Linked DNA regions of Rattus norvegicus: region 1 is linked to region 2. Evidence: chromatin contacts called from public Hi-C data. All regions are on one chromosome and are shown on one strand. The core of a region is the stretch at or near the end of the contact, and the rest is flanking DNA. Distances in the headings are between cores, read along the strand shown. Region 1 has its middle 16 kb from the start of Mir147. Region 2 holds the start of Afg2b (AFG2 AAA ATPase homolog B).

Region 1 (3,459 bases), core at 351-2,850, 44 kb after region 2:
ATTTTGAATAGTTATAATGTACATCAATGGGTTAACCAAGGAGATCATGTCAAACTTCCTGACTCCTAATTGGACACTCACTCTCTCAATATCTTTCATTACTGTTTGAGACAAGGTGTCATGTCCCAGGAAACAAGGTCCCAGCTGGCTTTCAACTGGCAATACAGCCAAGGTGGCCTTTAGACTCCTGATCTGTCTAATCCTCAGCTCTTGAGGGATGAGAGTAGGCGTGTGTGTCACCATATCACTTAGACTTTCCTTCCTTTTTAAAAAATTTGTTTTATAGGTATGAGTGTTTTGTTTCCATGTGGACCACGTGCATATCTGTAGGCTGCAGAAGTCAGAAGAGGGTGTCAGATCTACTGGGACTGGAGTTACAGGCAGTTGTGAGTATTGGGAATCGAACTCAGGTCCTCTGGAAGAACAGCCAGTGTTCCTAACTGCTGAGCCATCTCTTCAACTCCAGACCTCACTTCTTGATGGGTCCTTCTCTCCATTCTTATAACACATTTGCTCACAGTCCCTTAGCTTAGGGCCAGCAAGCATTTTCTGCAAAAGTTAGATGGTATCTACTTTAGGATTTACAGTCTCCACTCTGCTCTTGAAGCACACAGGCTTCCTACAGCTTCACGATAAAGACAGGGGTAGATTTGACTGTTGATTTTGGCAAATTAGAAGAAATGTGTGATTCTGGGAACATCGTGGAAGAGGGGGTGGGAGGAGTATAAGAGTCAGAGGACCAGGAAGTTTACTGTGAGACTGTGTCCCCTAGGGACTGCAGAAGCTCTACCTGTGAAATTTCATCAACAAGACTGCCCATCTGTGATCTGTACAAGGACAACATCAAGAGACACACCAAACTGAATGGGGGAAAGCCTATGAGACCTCAATCATACAGGTAACTGAGGAAAGCTGAGAGCAGGAGAGGTGGTCCTCCTGGGAGAAGGATACACCAAACAGTCAGCCCTGAAAACATATATACAATTAATATTATATGGACTCAACAGGGGACAGGGACACACACACACACACACACACACACACACACACACACACACACATACACACACACACACACACACACAATATACATGCAGTAACAATGAAGAGAGAGGCTATGAATTTGAAGATGGCCAGCAGGGGTATATGGTATATGGTGAAACGTAACTACAACTTCAGAAATAAAAAATAAAAATAAGAAAGTTATGTTTGGATCATTATCTTCCAAATCAGCTTCCCAGTCCTGGAAGGACTGTGTACATGTACCCACCATTGTCCTGACCTTGAAACATTGCCACAATTTATTGATTCTTTACGTCACCTTGATCACTAGAATTCCAGGGCCAAGCCCTGGCCACCTATATATTCTTCACACCCAGCTCAGGGTGGGAACAGGTCAATGGTTCAGTAAGTGTTTAGTTGGTGAAGTCCTGACTGAAAGTTGAAAAGAGTGGGAACTCTGTCAGCATCTGGTGAGTGCAGTGCCATGGGCGCCTCTCAAGACATACATAGGAAAGATCATTTGGTGGTAGTGCTCAGAGGCCTGGAGGGAGGAGGAGCAGGAGTGAGTGCCAAGTGGCAATCAGCCTAGTGTGTGGCTTGGAAGCCTCTTGGTGAAGGTGACTCAGAGAAACTTTAAGGAGGGGCCAAGAAGGGAGTGTCCCCGGAGAGGGCTTCCTGTGCTGCCCAGAGCACCCAGAGCATCCTGTCACTCTCTCTAGTGCCCAGCACTGTTACCCAACTAACCCTATTAACGGGAATTAGGGCAGCAGCAGCAGGGGCCACGGGGGAGTCTCAGCCCTACGACTGCTCAGGTCTGGCCCATTTGTGGTCACAAGAATGTGAAGCCCTGTGGCCGTCTTTCCTGAGTGTTCACAAGGTTAGCTGCCACAGGACAGTTTCGGTTCTTGAAGTTAACTCCCTTATGTCCTAATGCTCCTGGGTTTCTTTCATTTCCAACAAGAAGTGAGTAGGCTCTTTCTGGCTGTGCCCCTGGTGGGGTGGGTATGCTCCTGGGTGTGCCACTCCTACCCCCACTTATTTCCTGCTTTCCTCTAACGGCTGAAGGTCCAGGGCTGTGGCAGCAGTGGCTGGATGACCCAGGGACACTAGCCTCCCAGTGTCATGGGTCCTGGAAGCCACTGGCCAGGGGCGGCGTCCTTCTTGAAGATATGAAACACAGGCACTGGGGGCAGAAAGCCATGCTCTACAGGTGTTTGCTGATCCCTGCAGAGCATGTACCCTCTGCCTGGGGTGAAATGAGAGAAACCACCATGATGTCTAGAAGGCAGAATAGGAAAGAAATGCTCCAGTTGCCATACATTATTTTACACTGGGTGTAAGTCTCCCTGTGTGAATCCCTCTGCAGGCGTCTGGCATAGACAGAATGGAAAAAAAATCACTGGGAAGTGAGAATTCTAAGTATTTCTTTTTAAAAATATGACTGATCTTCATATACACTTTTATAACATATGGTGTAGATCCATAACAGTTTAACAGCTGCCTGGCAACACTGCAAATTAACCATTAGCCTTTGTGAGCTGTGAACACTGCTTTAGCTGGCCAACAGCTCTACCTGGGCTGGGAGAAAAGTAAGAGACTGCAAGCCCCAAACTCTAGAGGGTGCCACCTTCATGGCTTTGTCTCCTTTCCTCTTTCGGATGTTGGACAACCTTAGCTGAGATTGCAGGTGACCATCAACAGACCTAAGATTCCTCCTAGCACCAGACCCAAGGAACAGAGCTTGTCCCTGGTTTCCTGGCACCAGCAGACAAGCAGACATGCCATTTACTGGCTTGTGCCCATGGGCCCTGGGCCTGCCCTAGCCCAGCCTCTGACTGCCTACCCTGGTAGCCCAGAGCCAGGAAGTCCCCATGATGCAAAACCCTTCCCCCTGGAGGTGTGAAACTCTGAGGGCTAGAATTACCACATTGCTAAGATCTGTGCTTGCTCAATGCTCCCCACAAAGGAAGAAAGGACAGGCAATATTTTATTTGTGTCTCCCCTCTGCATCTGCTTCTCTATGACTGCAAGGGTGCTAGGCTTAGTTTGCATGAGTGTGGCTCTGTCTGGAGTCATTCGAATTGAGGAGGGTGAAAGGAAGAGCAGAAATTATTCATCAAATTCTACATGTGCCCACCCCAACAGACAACTGAGGTGGTGACTCACAATGGAGAAAAGACCCAGGCAATGCCTTGAATCTATGGCTGCACATTCCCACGTGTCTACTCATGAAACATCATGTATTCACTTCCAAAGGTGTGGGTCCTGTCCAGGGCTTGGAGAAAGGGTCACATTCAGGTGCCACACATTCTCCAGGCCCACAACTGCTGATGGCTTTCTTCCTTCTTAAGCACAGTTCTCTCCATGTTCCTTTTTAGAAGTGCCTTCTAGCCCGGCAAAAGCTCTCTCTGGGTCCCATGCTTAAGAAGATGAGGACATTGTCATTTGGTCATTCGA
Region 2 (3,581 bases), core at 461-2,960:
ACTTATGTACATGGAGGCAAAACACTCATACACATAAAATAAGATAAATAAAATCTTTAATGGGACTGGAGAGTTAAGAGTTAAGAATCAGGGGTTAAGAGTACACACTGCTGTTTTGCAGAGTTTAGTTCCCAACACCTACATAGAGTGGTTTACAGACATCTTTAACTGCAGCTGCAAGGGAGCCAATGCCTCTGGGCTCCATGGGCACCTGCATGCATACCACACAAAATCACACATTTTTTTAATGGAAAAAAGTAATTTGCTATTGCTTATTATAACCTGAACAGCTTGTGGGTTTTTTTTAGAATAGCCTGACAATATAATAAGAATACAGAGAGAGTTCAGACAGTTTCATACAAGTGAGTGTGTGAATCCTGAGGAAAATCTAGCCTCAGTTGCAAATGTCCTATCCTCCAAGGGCCCATAGCCTTCATTTGCTGGTTCTGGCCTCCCTCTAGTGGTGAATGCATTTAGTGCTTTAAATGGTGCTCATAAAATTGTCCAATTTGGAGTCCTATAAACCAACAAAAGGACCACCGAACTGTTATTATGCTGTTTTTCTTTTCAAGGTATTCTTCCGGCTTTTTTTTTGAGACTTTTGTGTTTGTTTTTGAGTCTTGTTTAGGCTTGCCTAGACCTTACTATGTAGCACAGGTTGAGCTGGAAATTGTGATAATCTTTACGTAGGCTTCCAAACGTTGGGATACAGGTATGACCCATAACAGCCAGCTTAGAATGGTTGCTTACAAGACTATGTCATTGTCGGTATGATGAATTCAAATATACGGATGACTGAGGCAATGCGTTGAAAATGGTTTGACTTAGAGGAGCATGATGGGTTAAGGCTGCCTGGGAAAGATAATCTATAGTTCTACTGAGAATGAGTGAAAGAGAGTTGAGGGCCCACGAACAGAATCCCTTCTTGATATTTGTGACACAAGGAGGGGAATGGTTGTTGTAGTGGGGAAGTCGTTATTTCTTGGCTAAGGTCAGAGAATTTTAGTCTGGTCCTGAAAGGGATCAATCTCTCCATGCAACACAAAACAACATGTACTCTCCTCCACACCATATCCCTACTAGCTTAACCTCTCTACCTCTGTTTTAAACCAGTGCAGAAACCTGTAAGCATAAGTTAGCTCTAATTGCCTCAGTTGGCGCTGGTTATGACCATTGGCTGTACCTTTCATGCGACCATGCATAAGAGAAAAACCTCTGAAGATCACCCCATTAAACTTCCGTTTCCGTTCTATACCACAGCTATCCACAAGTACGCTAACTTTTACATATGTCCCTTTACGTATTGAAGATGGTTATCATGCCTTATTATGTCTTTTTTCCCATGTGCAGATGCTCAAAGCTTTTTGGAACAAGAATAAAAGATATTTCATAAGATGCGAGCATCATGATTAACGTGGCAGGTATTTTATTTACACGTTGTTTATTATACCTGTAAACAGGTTACACCTTGTTAGCAGCATGGTTTTGTTTCCTTAAGTCGTTTTACTTCCCCAAATGAAAACTCTTATGGCCTAATGGAGCAGCCATAGGATGTTTTGTCTGTTGCCAGCAGAGACCTTTCCTTGAGGCTCTGGGACCAACAACCAGGCATCTTAAGTTTACCGAGACCCAGGCTTTTCTCACTTTCCCAGAAGTCCTTTCGACCGTCAATCAATGGCTGGTTCCTCCATGGCGCATGCGCGCCGCCTGCATCCGGCAGCCGGGTGAATTGCTGCCGGGCTCTCCCTGGTGTGGTTCTCCTAGTCATGGCTCCGGACTCCGGGCCCTTCCCCGACGGACAATTTTTGAAGCTGCTGCCTGTGGATCCCCGGGACCGGGGCACCCAGCGCTGCCGCCTAGGACCGGCCGCCTTCCGCAGCCTGGGCGTGCGCCTGGGCTCGCCGATGAGGATCTCGTTGCCCGCCGGGGGCTGCTGCCTCTGCACAGCTTGGCCACGGCGCGACGGGGCGGACGGCTTTGTGCAGTTAGACTTGCAGTGCGCTAGCCCCGGAGCCGCGGCAGCTGCGGGGAGGATCAGTATGGACCGCTTGCAACCGGTGTCCTGTCCGCCCCTGCGGCGCCTAGAGGTGTGGCCCGTGCTGCGGCCGCAGGCGGGAGCCCCGAGTTCCGACGCGGTGCTGGAGGTATCGCAGGAGCTGCTGCGCAACCGGCCGGTGTCGCGAGGACACGTGGTGGCCACCCCTCCCGGTATCCCGGGCCCTGTAGCAGCTCTGCACGTGGTGAGCGGGACACCGGACCCAGAGCCCGCCGGGCGGGTCACACCGCACACCCGCATCACGCTCAGCGACAAACCTCCGCCACAGGTCGAGCCTCCGGGGGAGGTGACCCTTGGGGGCCTGTCGGAGACGGCCGACTCCCTAAGGGAGCTGCTCCGCCTGCCGCTGTGTTATCCGCTCGCCTTAGCCGCACTGGGGCTGGCGGTGCCCCGCGGGGTGCTCCTGGCGGGACCCCCGGGAGTGGGCAAGACCCAGTTAGTGCGGGCCGTGGCGCGAGAGGCGGGCGCCGAGCTGCTGGCGGTGAGCGCCCCGGCGCTGCAGGGCACTCGGCCCGGAGAGACCGAGGAGAATGTGCGGCGCGTCTTCCAGCGCGCCCAGGAGCTGGCCAGCCGCGGGCCCAGCCTCCTCTTCCTGGACGAGGTGGACGCCCTGTGTCCCCGGAGAGGCGGCCCCCAGCGAGCTCCCGAGAGCCGCGTGGTGGCCCAGGTGTTGACGCTGCTGGACGGTATCCACGGGGACCGGGAGGTTGTGGTCGTGGGAGCCACCAACCGGCCAGACGAGTTAGACCCAGCGCTTCGCAGGCCGGGGAGGTTTGACAGAGAGGTAAAATTCTTGGAAGCTCCGCTTTTTTGGACATTTGGGTCAGGCAGGATTTATAGATCACTTGTGATATGCGAGCCAGAACCAGTGTTCAAATTGTTCTGGGAAGCAGGATGGTCATTTTTGTTGAAGTAACTAAGCCTGTTGCAAGCATATTAAACCGAAACAGCCTTTGGGATGAGAACATGGTCACAGTAAGAGAAGGTAAATAAAAAAACGGCATTAGCCCCAAAATGTATTCGTTCCTGTCAGGATACCAGCTTCTCTCCTACAGTTGACTTCCCTAAGTTGTCAGGGCTCTTTCTCAGGAGCCTTTGGTCAAGTGATTTTTCTTTCTAATTTCTAAGGAATTGTTAGTAATTAAATAAAATTTAAATGTTGTGGTAGGATTCTCTTAAGTCTTTTTAGGACTTGAGTGAATTTCTTCCTTGCACCATCTATTAAAGGGCCCCGATTCCACAGAACAAGGACCTAGATTATCTACTCTGTTATTTGAGCCCTGACTGCCAGAACTTAGTGTGTTCTCAAAAAACAACAAAGACTTCTTCAGTGAAGTATAGAGTTTTCATTGTGGAAATCCGCAGCTACTGTTGTTCCACTGGACAATTTTCTTATATTTATAATAAGGTGCGCTTAGAAGTTCACGGTATAAGTTCCAGAAAGGTTTGCTGAGTGTCTGTACATATTGGTGAGGATGCTTTTAAAGATTTTAAGTTGTTTACTTCTAAGTTCTCTGGTTTTTTG

What was found. Hi-C and Micro-C count contacts between places; a contact is called where the count stands out from the background.
Region 1: a Hi-C map of the Rat2 cell line shows a contact between it and region 2, with 7 times the contacts expected there. The contact joins the enhancer-like site here to the promoter of Afg2b in region 2. A contact is called at or near these places in 4 of 12 Hi-C or Micro-C datasets (the A7r5 cell line, the Rat2 cell line, kidney and 1 more).

What each region holds. Positions count from the first base shown.
Region 1 is chr3:130,190,986-130,194,444 of GRCr8, forward strand. No RefSeq gene overlaps it. Among named protein-coding and RNA genes, the nearest start is that of Mir147, 16 kb to the left of the region's middle. Within about 2 kb of position 1,601, at least 14 of the 93 cell types and tissues checked have an H3K27ac peak or open chromatin away from gene starts, as enhancers often do.
Region 2 is chr3:130,146,632-130,150,212 of GRCr8, forward strand. It overlaps Afg2b (AFG2 AAA ATPase homolog B), which reads left to right and starts at 1,711. Exons shown (of 8, transcript NM_001109647.1): 1 at 1,711-2,840. The coding sequence starts at 1,767.